Regions from separate parts of the Callithrix jacchus genome. Here region 1 is linked to region 2. The links are chromatin contacts, called in public Hi-C maps. All regions are on one chromosome and are shown on one strand. The core of a region is the stretch at or near the end of the contact, and the rest is flanking DNA. Distances in the headings are between cores, read along the strand shown.

What was found. A called contact is a pair of places that touch in the nucleus more often than the background predicts.
Region 1: a contact with region 2 is called in a Hi-C map of skeletal muscle, with 8 times the contacts expected there. The contact joins the enhancer-like site here to the promoter of ISCU in region 2. A contact is called at or near these places in 2 of 3 Hi-C or Micro-C datasets (both in skeletal muscle).

Annotation. Positions count from the first base shown.
Region 1 is chr9:111,696,279-111,698,978 of calJac240_pri, forward strand. SSH1 (slingshot protein phosphatase 1) reads right to left here. Exons shown (of 15, transcript XM_035257500.3): 10 at 1,753-1,881. Among named protein-coding and RNA genes, the nearest start is that of CORO1C, 37 kb to the left of the region's middle. Within about 2 kb of position 1,328, at least 3 of the 16 cell types and tissues checked have an H3K27ac peak or open chromatin away from gene starts, as enhancers often do. A contact at or near this core is called in skeletal muscle, where this site is marked.
Region 2 is chr9:111,450,914-111,453,613 of calJac240_pri, forward strand. ISCU (iron-sulfur cluster assembly enzyme) reads left to right here and starts at 1,380. Exons shown (of 5, transcript XM_002752954.6): 1 at 1,380-1,531. The coding sequence starts at 1,418.

The DNA.
Region 1 (2,700 bases), core at 78-2,577, 250 kb after region 2:
GTATCATTGAAAAACCAAGCATTCAAAGGTCATGAAACGGGAAAAAAAGAAAAGAAAAAATGATCACTTTGCTCTTAGGAAATGCAAACAACATAGTGTCATAAAGGGCAAAAGAATCCATCTTTGTCTTCCTATAAATTTCCTTTCCCAGGTTCCCAAGAGGACAGACCCCCCCAACCCCAGGACCCTGGGGTAGAGGGGCCCTGAGCAAGCTGGTAATGTGCAACACTAGCTGAATTTTCATATTGGAGGGAGAGGCCCAAACATAAAAATTCCTTTAGTATCTCTCATGGAAAAAGTGACATAAAGCACCGAACCACACCAAAAAATAACGCGAGCGCCACAGAAGCTATGAGTGTCCTCTTGCTGTGACTGCCACCTAGTGGAGAAAGATGGAACGAAGGTACCTTCCATTCCCTTCTCACCAGGGAAAGTCAACAGACTTGCCAGGGAGATTTAGTGCCCAGGACTGCCCACGGCTTTCAAATCCACACATGCACATGCATTTTAATCAATAACTATATAAGCTATATAGATCTGTACACATAAATATATTAAAAATACACATATCTATATATCTACATAGATATCATGAAATATACATGGTAACTCTTAATTACTTCCTACAGAATACGAAGTCATTCATGTCTCTAGCAGCAAATTTACTTCCTTAGCTTTCCCAGGAAGCACCTTCTCTTCTAACAATGGTTACCAAGTATTAGCGCTTACAGAAACTGCACTTGGTGCTCTAGATGCATATTTTTTATTTTATTAAAAACTATTTTTTAGAAACAAGATCTCACTATGTTGCCCAAGCTGGCATCAAACTCCTAGGCTGAAGCGATCCTCACACTTCAGCCTCCTGAGTAGCTGGGACCTGGGACTACAGGCATAAGCCACTGTGCCCAGTTTGTATTTTATTTAATCCTCATAGTCATCCCTTGGGGTGTCGGATGAAGAAAAACAGAGGGAAAGGACTTGTTCTAAGTCACACAGCTGCTGAGGCTGAGAAGTGGGAACCTGGGCGCTGGTGGGTACTGATTTTCATGACACCGCTTGGCCTGTCTAATTTTAGTAACATGCCTTCCTCTATAGCCTCTCTGACTTTGAAAACTTGCCAGTTGCCTTCTATGGAGATTTACAGCATTCAGACAGTCTGAGCAAGCCGTGGAGGTGCACAGCGATCAGCAGAACCCACCCAGAACTACAGGACCAGGGGGAAGGCTTCCAGCAGCACTGGAGCTGTGCGTGGAAGAGCTGTCTGGACAAGCTCGGTGGGAGCTGCATGTCAGCTGTGTGACCTGTCCTCCCTGTTGTTTCTTGTGTCTCAGGATAGCTAGGCGTAATTCTGGGGTTTGGAGGCAATGCTTCCTTTAGCAACTGGGGTTTTTTAGCTCACAAACCACTTGGAAGTAGCTGGATGGGACCGATGGGCCTATGTGTTCATGGCTGAAGAAGACAAAGGGTTTGAGAGAGTCTGAAACACATGCCAGTTGACTATGCCAAATAGCTCCCAAACAACTCCCCGCAGCTCAGCTGGGAGCCACTTCTCAAACAGCTGGCTCAAGAGCACATTAGCAGCCTGCAGGCCGGAGAAGGGGCCGAAGAGGGGAGCTCCCACCAGCCAGAATGGAGGCTCCCGCAACTCAAACTTTTTGCCTGCTTTTTCACCTGGACTTGCTGCAAACTCCAAACAAAGAGGGTCTGATTTATGTCTCCCAAACCAGATACTGCCAGGGCCGTGCCTCTTACGAGATAAAGATGATCGAAGATAAGGGAGGGCTTGTCCATTTGTCCCAAGATAAGTAGCATCTCATTGTCTATGAATTCCTTGAATTCCTTCAAGTTACAATTCATCTGTTTCTCTAATTCATTACGGATCTGTGGAGTAGAAAATATTAGGAAAAGTGATTTGTTAAAGAAAACAATTGTCCGCCTCAAAAGAATTAAAGTTACAATGCAAACTGTGGCTATTTCCAAAAAAGGTGGGTTTTCTCTTTTTTTCACAGTAATACATTTAGACACACGAAGCATACACATGTGGGTGGCAGGAATGCAGGTTACTCAGCTTAAAGTAAACCCAACTGAGGAAAGTTTATTATTTCAAATGAGGAATTTCATTTCCATGAGATCTCTTCTACCAAGTTTAAAGCACTTTTACTTTTGTAATTAAATGTCAAATACAAAGAATCTAAAATCAGTTCCATTTTTCTTGGAAAGGTATCACAATATGATTTCTAAAAAAAATGTATTCATGGGCCGGGCACGGTGGCTCAAGCCTGTAATCCCAGCACTTTGGGAGGCCAAGGCAGGTGGATCACGAGGTCAAGAGATCGAGACCATCCTGGTCAACATGGTGAAACCCCATCTCTACTAAAAATACAAAAAATTAGCTGGGCGTGGTGGTGCGTGCCTGTAATCCCAGCTACTCAGGAGGCTGAGGCAGGAGAATTGCCTGAACCCAGGAGGCGGAGGTTGTGGTGAGCCGAGATTGCACCATTGCACGCCAGCCTGGGTAATAAGAGCGAAACACAGTCTCAAAAAAAAAAAGTATTCATTAATTAAGACAGAGTTGGATGCAGTAGCTCACGCCTGTAATCCCAACACTTTGGGAAGCCTTGGTGGGAGGATGGCTTGAGGCCAGGAGTTCAAGACCAGCCTGGTCAACATAGGAAACATAGGAAAACCAAGTCTCTTTAA
Region 2 (2,700 bases), core at 130-2,629:
CTGTCCGCGGCGTGTGCCTGATCAAAAGCCCCCTTTCTGCCATTGAAAGGAAAACTGGAAACCTCAGATAGCGGAAAAATCTCCTAATACACTAAATTCATATTATTTTTATAACCTTGCAAAAGTTCTCATCATAGAAAAAAACTTAATAACATGGCATGCGTTCCGTCACAATTTCGGACAGAAGTTGGGTCTTTGGACAGGAAGTGGAGGCCATAGAGGAAGTCATGGAGCGAGAGTGATGTCTGTAGTGAAGAATTTGGCGCCATCTTGAGAAGGTCACAGTGATTCTTAAAATAAATGCCTTACTTAGCGCCTAGTGTGACCTGGCACCTGGATTTAGTCTCCCCAGCAACTGCGCCTCAAACAGAAAGAAAACTGCAAGTCCTCGAGGAAGGATCGATTGCACCATTCAAAAGAAAACTCCATTTCCCAAAGAGATTCCTCCCCTTTATGTCAACGCCTGGTACCTAGGAGGCGTTAAAATACACGTGCGTTTTTTGGTTTTATAAGATCATATACTGCAAACCAACAGTAAATGGTTACATTAATAAGCACTTCTTTAGAAATTCTTAGTTGCTAGGCACTGACATATATATTGAGTTTGCTGTTGTTTTAGAGAGAAACATAGAAATATATTCATTTTTTTTCAATCAGGACATGGTGTTTGTTTCCTTCTTAAGCTTCCCATGTTTGAAGTAGGAAAGTATTGATGTGTATCTCTATCTCCATCTACCTTGCTCCCTCATTAGCAAGCTTAATGGCAGGAATTATGTCTGTTTTGCTTTCCGTTGGATCCCCGGGTCTAGAAGAGCGCCTTGACACATAGTAGGTACTCGACACAGATGTCTAGCTTCATGATGAAAGAGTTGTCCTCGAATTAATACAAAAGGGAAGGTTCAGGCTCAGCAAGCTGGTACCACTCGTCTAGGGACACACAGTCAGGAAGGAACCAAACCAGGATTCTAACCCAGGATTACCCACGTTCTAACTGAACCTAAGTCCCTGAGCGACCCTGGACGAGTGACTAAACCGCCCTAAATCTCAGTTTCCTTAGCTGCAAAATAGGGTTAGGAAAAGTTGACTGGGTGGTCCTCTTCGCCGCATTCCCGCAGCGGGCTTTGTGAAAGCGAACTTAAGACCCACACTGCAACAGCCTGAGGTTCTCTCAACTAGAATCCAGCACCCAAGACAAGACCTCCAGCGACTTCAGACCTTCCCGCTCCCGACCCCGCCCGACCCGAGAGGCGTGGTCAAGGCGGGGCCAGAACGCAAACGCGTGCACTGAACAGTAGGGCGCAGGCGCAAAGCCTCGGTGACTTTAGAGGCGGGTTCCCAGCTCCGAGCCGACTTGCAGACACGCCCCGCCCCTTGGCGTTGCTCTGGATCGGCGCAGGCGCAGGCATAGGCCGGCAAGATGGCGGCGGCTGGGGCTGGCCGTCTGAGACGGGCGGCGTCGGCCCTGCTGCTCCGGAGCCCCCGCCTGCCTGCTCGGGAGCTGTCAGCCCCGGCCCGGCTCTATCACAAGAAGGTAGGGACGAACGAGGAGATGCGCGGAACGCCGACTCGGCGGAGGCCTGGGCTGGCGGGGCGGCCGCGGGGTTCTGCGCAGCCAGGACTAGAGGGTGTCCCCTCCCACGTCTCTCCTGACTCACTTTCCCTTGCTGCGCAGACGGGCTGACCGCAACTGATAGACAACAGTTACCGTTCCTCGGGCGGCGACTTCTAGGGGGTTCTGCCGCTTACCGCGACTTCGTGCGTCCCAACTTTTAAGTTCTCCAACAGCCCAGGAGGCAGGGTCCTGTTGAGACTTGAGTTTCTGAGTCCGGCGACAAACACACCAACGAAGCGGGGTCCGTCTTCAGCCACTCTGCTGCCCTGGCCAGGTGGCCTTGAGCTAGTCACTGCGCCTCTCTGAACCTGGTAACCCAGGTGTAAATGGGGGGGCTCTCAGCTGTCCCTTACAAAAGATACTGTACGCGGAGTCCTGGCACATAGGCCCTAGCACAAGGAGATCGGTTCTGTTACTGTTTTAGGAGTGTATAGGGGAGTCAGGCTTGTAACCAACACGCGTAATGTTTTTGTTTTGTGTTGGAGGTTTTTTTGGCGGGGAAGGAGGGATACATAGTTTACAGCCCCTTGCTGACTGGTGGCGCAAAGTCCCCCAGGCGTGAGACTTTCACTAGAGAAACAAAGAATGCTATAAATCAATCTGGCACAAAAAGCCCCCAGATAAAATACTGTCCCGTAGATCCTTGTGCTTGGAGTCAAAATCTGTAGTCAGATGGGGAGGGAAAGGGAACTGGAGGATCGGGGTACTTACTACTAACCAGTAACCAAACCTCAAGGTTATTCAGCCCTTCTGTGTGACAGTTTAAGTGGATGTTTATCCTGGTCTCCCTTCTGCCCTTTCGCCAAGGCCTTCTTTCCTCCCCCACCCGGGGATGTGTTCTGTTGAGGGCACACCCTGAAGAAACTTGGACAAGCAGCCTTTCAGCAGCCAGGGTGCGCTGCTGCACCAGGGTGATGACAGGCTCTGAAATACAGTAATGGCACTGTTTGTATTTTAAAAGACACATAAACATACACATTCCATAGCATTGTTCCCTCTGTAACCGTCACCTTGAGGCTTCTAAGAAAGCTTTCCCTCCCTGGGCCATAGTTATTTTTAGAGTTTTTAAATAGTAATCATCTTTTGAG